3 separate regions of the Sus scrofa genome follow, and regions 1 and 3 are each linked to region 2. Evidence: chromatin contacts called from public Hi-C data. All regions are on one chromosome and are shown on one strand. Each heading gives the region's core, a stretch centred on a gene start, on an enhancer-like site or on the middle of the called end of the contact. The rest is flanking DNA. Distances are from core to core; before and after follow the strand shown. Region 1 holds the start of MED23 (mediator of RNA polymerase II transcription subunit 23). Region 2 has its middle 48 kb from the start of CTGF. Region 3 overlaps ENPP3 (ectonucleotide pyrophosphatase/phosphodiesterase family member 3).

Region 1 (3,208 bases), core at 428-2,927, 240 kb after region 2:
ACACAATGAAATGCTATACAAAATATAAGGTGAATCTCAATATAAGGTTGTATGAAAGAAGCTAGATACAAAAGAGTAAATACTGTGTGATTCCAATTATATAAACTTTTAGAACAGGTAAACTAATTAATGATTTCAAAACAATGTTTGCCTCTGGGAGGGGAATTGGATGCAAAGGGACTTTAGGAACTTTTTGGGGGAGATAGAAATATCTTGCCTGAGGGAGTGGTTAAACAAGTATGAACATATGTCAAAATTCATGGATCTGCACAATTAAATTTTTATGCATTTCACTGTATGTAAAGTATATATCAATATAGAATGACTGAGAAGGGCATTAAGAAGGTCTAGAAATGGATGGTCAACTTTTGTTCAATGAATAAAATATCAGCAAGTATAATATAAAAATTAATTTTATTTAGTTATGACAAGTAATTCTTACCTGACCATTTTACCTACTTGATTGTACAAGCCATGGGCAACATTTGTAATACAGAGCCGAAACATGGAAGTCTGCTAGATGAAATGAAAACTGTCTTAGAAATGAATATGATTAAAGATAATACACAATAAATAATCTGTTTAGCATACAAAAGGAACAAAAAAGAAAGCTAGAGGGCTTTAGACTTTTTTTTTTTTTTTTTGCTTTTTTAGGGCCACACCCGCACCATATGGAAATTCCCAGGCATATGGAGGTTCCTAGGCTAGTGGTTGAATTGGAGCTGCAGCTGCTGGCCTACACCACAGCCATAGATAGCAACGCAGGATTCCAGCCCCCACTGTGGCCTACACCACAGCTCACAGCAATGCCAGATCCTTAACTCACTGAGCGAGGCCAGGGATCAAACCGAAACCTCATGGTTACTAGTCGGATTCGTTTCTGCTGCGCCACAACAGGAACTCCTAGCTTTTAAAGTTTAATCATTCTGACTCTGTTACCCTTCTAGCTTGGGCAGTCTGAAAAATACATTCTGCAATACAGTTCTTTAAATGCCTAACACAAGTCTAGTACTGAGGGAACGAGTTAAACATTTACCATTTCTACAAATGAGAGTAAGTTTCTACCAAAATGTCAAACTTGATGCTTGAGAGAATAAAGTGGAGTAGGGCGGGGAGGAGGGCACACACGACTCAGTGCATCCTTTCAGACCATGCCTGTGGATCAGTCTTTCTCTTTACCACCCTTGTCCATCTCTATCCCTGCCAAAGAGGCTATAGATATTCTGTAATTGGTAAATTTTATTATTTTAGATGATTAATTGAAAATAGATATTATTATTCAATTATTCTAATGAAAAATTAATACGCTGCGTTCATTCATTTTTTTTTAACCTTCACTGAAACCCTGCTGCTTTTCTGGTTTTGTGCAAGGCACGGAGGTTACCATAGTTGAGAAGACATTGGTTCCTGTCGTCAAGAAAAGTGCAATTCCAACTCCTGACTCCACTCTGCTGACGGACATCCAAAAGGTCAGCCGCTTGGAGGAGCATTTCCGGCCGATTTTGCAGCCCCTGGGTCTCAAACTTTTATACTTCCCAGTATGCCAAAGTTTAAGCACCGAGGAGGAGGAAATTCCTGCTTCAGCGGAGAAGTGGCAGCCTGCAGGCAACGACGCCTCGGGATGACTTAGGCCCCAGGCTCCACTGGGGGGCACTCTCGCCTGGCTCGCGGGCCGCTCTTTCCCACAGGCGGAACCTTAATGGCTGGATCCCTGGTTTCTGCGGGTTTCGTAATCGGCGCGCACCCATCGCTACCTGGCTTCCGGGCAGGCTCCAGTTGTTTGCTGGGCCTTAGAGGGCTCGGCCTCAGCTGGATCCTTGAAGAGGAACGCGACTTTGGCGCGCTGCAGTTTCCTGCGGGCATCTTTAGCCCTCTGGCCCTCTGCCCCTCTATTCCCGGAGTTCCGGCCGGTCCGGGCCGCGCGGTTGACGTCCGAGGAAGGAGGGGGCGATGGTCCAGATGGAGACGCAACTGCAAAGCATTTTTGAGGAGGTGGTGGTGAGTGGAACGGCTAGGGACCCAGGGCCATGGCTGGGCGAGGGGGTGGCGAGGGGACAACGGCCCGGGCAACCTCTCCTAGACTTCTTTGTTGTGATGCCACTTTTGTGTGCAACGGCTGAGGAATTCTGAAATTGCTGTCAAATTCAAAGTCTCCTTCGAAATCCACAACACGCTTTGTTACAGGCCAACAAGACAGGTATTGTTTGCTTCCGCTTGTGGCTGATTAAGGTGACTTGCTCTCTGTTGCATTATATTGTTTTGCTCGGGGAGGCCCCTCCCCCTTTTGTTTTTTAAATTCGCGTTCACCATTTACTTTTTTTTTTTTTTTTTACAGAAAACAGAAATTATAGAAGAGGCTTTCCCTGGGTGAGTGTATGCATGGCACATTTTACCTGAGTGTATCTTTGTATGATATTATTTAGGTCTGTCTTGTATGTAGGTTTATAAGATCCATTATTCTGGTTACGTTGAATTACCTTTTTAAAACTAGTGGCAAACACCGTGATTTTTATTTTTTTAGCATGTTTATGGACAACCCTGAAGATGAAAAAACAAAACTAATTAGCTGTTTGGGAGCCTTCCGACAGTTTTGGGGTGGTCTTTCTCAGGTGAGCACTGCATTTTTAATACACCTGGCTGATGATTTTTGACTTCTTTACATTTTCTTTGATGTTGCTGTTAAGGTCTTTCTGGAAAAGGAAATAACTTGTCTTTTGTTTATTCTAGTATCCTGTTTGTTTCAATTCCTATTCTTCCAGTGGAGAATCTGTATAGAAAAATCAGGTTAACTACAGCACAGTGTGAGATGTTTTTAAAAGTCTTTCCCATGGTAGATTATATAAAACCGTTTTCAACCTATTCTGATTTATTTGGTGCACTTCAGAACAGCTGTGTTAGTGATTGTAATGGATAAAAATTTCACTCATTTCAACAAAGGAACTGGTTTAGCCTTGACATGAAGATCCTATAATAAGGATACCATAGCAGAGATACAAGGGTGCCATAATAGGGATACAAAGATAGTATGACAACATTGAAGAAAGTAACAGTAAAACTTAGTAACAAAGAACATTCCCCAGATAATGTAGCCTTGAAAAAGGCAATAGTGTGATACTTTATTTAAATTTTATTTATTTACTTATTTATTTATTTTGCTTTTTAGGGTCGCACCCACAGCATATGGAAGTTCCCAGGCTAGCATTTGAAT
Region 2 (2,788 bases), core at 194-2,693:
GGCCGCTCCCTCGGCATATGCAGGTTCCCAGGCTAGGGGTCGAATCGGAGCTGTAGCCGCCAGCCTACGCCAGAGCCACAGCAACGCGGGATCCGAGCCGCGTCTGCAACCTACACCACAGCTCACGGCAACGCCGGATCGTCAACCCACTGAGCAAGGGCAGGGACCGAACCCGCAACCTCATGGTTCCTAGTCGGATTCGTTAACCATTGCGCCACGACGGGAACTCCCTGAAGGTAAATTTAAAACGATCACATTGGGGTGGAATGAAAGTGACTTTTAAAAATATTGCTTCCTTTTGCTATCCGGTGGGTATAATCCCAATTCTAGAGATTCTTTCATTTCTAGTAGACTAAAACCTATTTTATGCATCTGTGGTTTCTAGCATGGATATGATTTCTAGGAAATATCTTTTTTTTTTCTTCAGTCACTATTAATATGTCATGGAGAGGATAACTGCAAAAATTTCATGTTGAGGAGTTCCCGTCATGGCGCAGTGGTTAACGAATCCGACTAGGAACCATGAGGTTTCGGGTTCGGTCCCTGCCCTTGCTCAGTGGGTTAACGGTCCGGCGTTGCCGTGAGCTGTGGTGTAAGTTACAGACGCGGCTCGGATCCCGCGTTGCTGTGGCTCTGGCGTAGGCCGGTGGCTACAGCTCCGATTCAACCCCTAGCCTGGGAACCTCCATATGCCGTGGGAGCGGCCCAAGAAATAGCAACAATAACAACAACAACAACAACAAAAAGACAAAAGACAAAAAAAAAAAAAAAATTTCATGTTGAAAAAAATCTATGGAAGTTATAAGTTGAAGACTTTCCTCCTGGTTTCAGACCATTTTATTATTTAAAATTATTTTTTTTATGATAGTTGCTTTACATTGTTCTGTCAATTTCCGCTGCACAGCAAAGTGACCCAGTCAGACCATTTTAAATACTAGAAGGATATACATATATGCCTGTTACTTGTTTTTACTTCGAAGTACACTAAATGTAATTGAAATATCAAAAACAAGGATATAAGCCACAGATCAGAAATGGATATTTACTCTGTGAACCTGAAGTGAACTTTGGATCGTTTTTCTTCTGACAACACAGCTGTGGTTAATTGTCTACCACCTCTGCCCTCAGTATCAATCCCTAGAGAAACACCCCCCTTCCCCCTCCCTCACCCTACACACACACACACACACACACACACACACACACACACGCACAGAGGAAAGCAGGCAAGCTTCTATATATACAACTTTTATTTGTCAATCCACATTTCTTAGCTTAGAGACACTTAGTCTACAGAAGGTTTTTTTCCTACCTTACAAATATTTAGACTGGCCAAAAACCAGGGGAAAGGCCATGATAAAGTTTGACTTGGTACTTAGGAAAGCACCCGCACACCAAATTCCTGTGATAGGCTTCAGCGTCAACTGTCATCACATTCAGTTTCAAAGTTCAAACAACAGTTTCAATTGTAGATAAACACGTACCCAGAGATCCAGGCAGGACAGTTACTGCGGCTAATGGCAGAAAAGAGTCAAGGGTTACAGCCTTTCCTGGAGGATTTAGGAGTTCAGCTCCATTCCGGTCTGTCTTATCTCCCAAAACAGGACCAACCGGGCCAACTGGCCTACCTGTCCTCTTCATATCTACTTACCATGCTGGAACCTGAATACTTGCCTTCTTCTCCCTAAGGTTTGCCCTCTTTTCTCTGATTCTTGGAAATATTTAAGTTTCCACCTGATTTTTTTGCTTTGCCATGAATAAACTACCTGGCTAGAAAATGCTGTATAGGAGTTACTTACCTCATTTAAGAAGTTCTGATTGGAGGCATGGCAGCAGCAAAATTAGGGATAAATAAATAAAGGCTTTGCTGTTCATTTGAAAAGGAAAGAATAGCCTTTGTTGAAAAAGTAGGATAAAGACATTTCTGTATTTGATCATATGGATTTACCATTCAAATTGGGAAAGCAGAGACTAGTCACATGTTTTAAGTTGATGAAAGAGGGAAAGAAAGGGTCTCTTTCAAGATGAGAAGAAAAAAAAAATACTGTATAAAAACAACTGTACGAAAGCTAAGTAGGAACAGATGTGGATGTCTTTTCCTTTAAAAAATCATCACAGAATTTATAGTCTGACATTTCTTTTAAGAACAGGGGATTAACAAAAATGAAACCACTGCATATTGCAAGCTGGTCCCAGTGACACTTGCAGAAAATATCAGAAGTAACCACAAATGGAAAAATGCCCAAAATGTATCTCTCCAGTGGAGGCTAGAATGCCCTTTCCTCACCTATTCACCTGAAGAGCTCCAATGCATCCTTCAAGTCCTAGTCCAGTTGTCACCACTTCTGAGAAGCCACTGCTGCTACTGCCAAGCAGCACCCAGTGCCTCCTTTATGATCCCTGGCACCTGGCCCATGGCTCCATTATAACATTTACCATCTTTTAGGGATCATTTACACATCTGCTGCCTCCCCTCTTTCTCTAAGACTATAAGGATGGTAACTTGGTTTTCATGCACTCCTGGTGTCTAGAAAAGGGGAAAGGCATCTATCCATTTAAGATCTGCTAAGATGCTCTACATAGAGGCAACTGTGTCTGCATGTGTTCTGAAGAATATATAAAAATCAATGAGACACTTCTACAAAGAAGTAGATATCCTTCTGCTAAGTGCAGATAAAAAGCATAGTTATTATACATAAGACAAATATAGACAGACTATGAGAGGTGGAGAAAATGCAGACAGGCTAGGGACCTCAAGACCCAAGGAACAACATTGATTTGTTCAACA
Region 3 (2,894 bases), core at 284-2,783, 200 kb after region 2:
GGCATTGCTGAGGCCCTGGCATAGCCTGGCAGCTATAGCTCAGATTGGACCCCTAGCCTGGGAACCTCCATATGTCATGGATGCAGCCCTAAAAAGAGAGAAAGACAAATAAATAAATAAATAAAACTACATCACTTATAAAGTGGCAAAGCAGGTAAAATCAGGAATTGAATAACTTGGATTCTGTGGAGGGAGTTTTGTTTGTTTTTTGGCCATACCCATAGTGCGAGGAAGTTCCTAGGCCAGGGATTGAACCTGTACCACAGTAGTGAAAGCGCTGGGTCCTTAACCCACTGCACCACCAAGGAACTCCATTGGATTCTAATCTTGGCTCTTCATTACCTCCTTGAGAGTCCTAAATCAATAATTAAACCACTAAGGACACAGTAGTTTCAATAATCACACTGGTTTAACAAACTGCCATTTGGGCCAGAGAACTTCTTTTGTGATGTTTTAACTTTAGGATCTGCCATCCAGTGGCTCAAACTGCAAGTAGGTCCAGCATAGTCATTGGACTGACAAAGACCTCGTTTTACAGACAACATGGAATTTCAAGTTTTTTCTTCTTCTTTTCTACAATATCTATGCTATAAACTCCTTTTCTCTATCATGCACAAAACTGTCTTCCCACAATAAATGCATTTGGTCTTTTCATCTATATGGAGTCTCCAAAGATTTTTTGACTTGTTTTAATCGGCAGCCTGGGCCAGCTCTAAGGTCACTGAACTCACAGAGGCAAACAGACCAACACCTGCTTACCTTGGCAAACACTCCTATAGTCAGCACAGCAGTCTTTCTTCTGTAAACAATCATCTGAACAGGAGCAAAGGCTGGATTCTAGTCTGGTCTCCCCACAACGAAATTTATTGCATGTCCACAATCGAGCTATAAAATTACATGATTCGGTTATGAACATATAACTTATTTTAAGCATCCAATACCAAAAATATAAACTCTGTGCATTTCTTTTTGTATTATCGGATGATCAAATCTTAGTTTTCCTGCATTCATAAATGAAAATACATAATACAAATAAGAGGGGGGGGGACAATGCACCCCTTTTCATTTGACATGAGTGGCAGACAAAAATGCAGCTTTATGAGTTTCAGCTCTGGTCTCCCTTACAGGTACACCTCTGAGAACCTCTGAACACTTATCCCATTTCCACCCAAGTGCAGGAGCTCCTGATGGTAAAGAACCATTAACCTTGACTGACTGTTGCCCCCCAAGAGCAGCCCCCCACCCCCAACCCTATCTAGGGACAGACTCCTCCAGGAAGAGGCGATGACAACAGACCCAACACGGTCAGGTCTGTAAGAATGTGGGCAGGTCAGGGTGCCTCCCAACGGAGAGGAAAAAAGTGGTAGATTAGCTCCCCACCCTGCCTCTGGTGTTCCCCCAGGCTAGGCACTTAATATGAGGTCAGTTTCAATAAATCCCAATGCTAGAAAAAAAAGGCTGGACCGAGGCTGCTTCCTGGGGCCACCTGCCAGGAAACAGTGATGAGAATCGACATCGGCCCAGTGCTCAGACAAATGCATTGGCTAAGTGACAGCTGTGCGTTTCAGTTATGCACAGTTCCTCATTCTTCATCACTATGTACTCACAAAAAGATTTGGCGAGATTAATTAAAGGGGATACCGAGTTTATCTGTACAGGGTTACCCCCTTCCTCTTGCCTTTTTCAGAGAGCATAAATAAGGTAAGGAGCTCTACTGTTCTAATCTTCACTCTTTTCCTACCACTAGATACCGCCCACCATCACTTTTCCTGATTTCTTAGAAAATTAAATATCGAACACTAAACTGTCTCTTCTGCCTTGAGAATACAGTATTTCTCAGGTTGTGTTCTGTGGAGCACCAGTATCAGGAGGGCCAAGAATCATCAGCTTTCCAAGGGAGTCTTATGGCATCCTGAAATCTGAGAACCACTGAAAATGAAACTAAATAAGAGGATTAACGTAAGCCACAGTAAAACACTTTTGAAACTGCTGTAATTAGACAGCTTTTCAGCTGCTAGAGGCTGTGTATTCCTCCACCTCAGTGAAAGAAAGTGTGGATTCTGTAGTTAGCACTGTCAAGGGGGAAAAGGTAATAAGAGACCCTGTGTACAAGGTGTTATGGGCTAAATCAGGTCTCTTCTCCCAAAATGTTGAAGTCTTACCACCCCCCCATTACTATGAATGTGAGCAGCTTATTTAGAAAAGGATCTCTTCAGATAATCAAGTTAAAGTAAGGTCATTAGGGTGGACCCTTAATCCAGTATGACGATTATTCTTCACACACAGAGAGAAGACTGGGAAGACAGGGAGAAGGCCATATGAAGACGAAGGCAGAGTTGGGAGTCATGCTGCCCCAAGCCAAAAAAAAAAAAAAAAAACACCAAAGACTGCCAGCAACCCACCAGAACCTAGGAGGGAGGCATGGAACAATCTCATGGCTTCAGGAGGAACCAACCCTGTCAGTACCCCTAGATCTCGGACTTGTGTTTCCAGAACTGTGAGAAAATGAATCTCTCTTGTTTAAGCCACCCAGTGTGGGGGACTTTGCCATGGCGGCCCAAGCAAACTCATGCACAAGGTGTCTGGCGAGCCTTTGTGCCTGTTCTCAGGTATGCGTACTTGATTCCACACAGGTGTCTTCAAAATCCCAGCAGCAGTCGCCTCGGCTTTTACATCCCACGTCACACCGACAGCCCTCTAGTCCTCTATGTGAAGGATCAAAGCATTTTTTCCTGCAGCTTCCTGGAGTGTGAAGGAATAAGGAAACCAGTGCTTAGAAGTTATCTAGTGTCTCTCAGCTGGACGGCGGAACGGACTAGGACAGATGATTAGATAATTTTTATTGTGGTGTATGATTCATCAGTGCAAAGTGATAATCAATGAGCAACACACAA

Evidence for each region. A called contact is a pair of places that touch in the nucleus more often than the background predicts.
Region 1: a Hi-C map of liver shows a contact between it and region 2, with 4 times the contacts expected there. The contact joins the promoter of MED23 here to the enhancer-like site in region 2. A contact is called at or near these places in 1 of 5 promoter capture datasets (liver), 2 of 47 Hi-C or Micro-C datasets (heart right ventricle and liver) and 1 of 2 datasets of contacts at active chromatin or transcription factors (alveolar macrophages).
Region 3: a Hi-C map of liver shows a contact between it and region 2, with 5 times the contacts expected there. The contact joins two enhancer-like sites. A contact is called at or near these places in 2 of 47 Hi-C or Micro-C datasets (both in liver) and 1 of 2 datasets of contacts at active chromatin or transcription factors (alveolar macrophages).

What each region holds. Positions count from the first base shown.
Region 1 is chr1:31,958,257-31,961,464 of Sscrofa11.1, forward strand. It overlaps MED23 (mediator of RNA polymerase II transcription subunit 23), which reads left to right and starts at 1,678. Exons shown (of 29, transcript XM_021087972.1): 1 at 1,678-1,998; 2 at 2,336-2,367; 3 at 2,522-2,609. The coding sequence starts at 1,951.
Region 2 is chr1:31,721,483-31,724,270 of Sscrofa11.1, forward strand. No RefSeq gene overlaps it. Among named protein-coding and RNA genes, the nearest start is that of CTGF, 48 kb to the left of the region's middle. Within about 2 kb of position 1,444, at least 14 of the 83 cell types and tissues checked have an H3K27ac peak or open chromatin away from gene starts, as enhancers often do. A contact at or near this core is called in liver, where this site is marked.
Region 3 is chr1:31,923,523-31,926,416 of Sscrofa11.1, forward strand. It overlaps ENPP3 (ectonucleotide pyrophosphatase/phosphodiesterase family member 3), which reads right to left. Exons shown (of 24, transcript XM_021087960.1): 2 at 2,620-2,742; 3 at 760-885. Among named protein-coding and RNA genes, the nearest start is that of ENPP3, 7.4 kb to the right of the region's middle. Within about 2 kb of position 1,534, at least 29 of the 83 cell types and tissues checked have an H3K27ac peak or open chromatin away from gene starts, as enhancers often do. A contact at or near this core is called in liver, where this site is marked.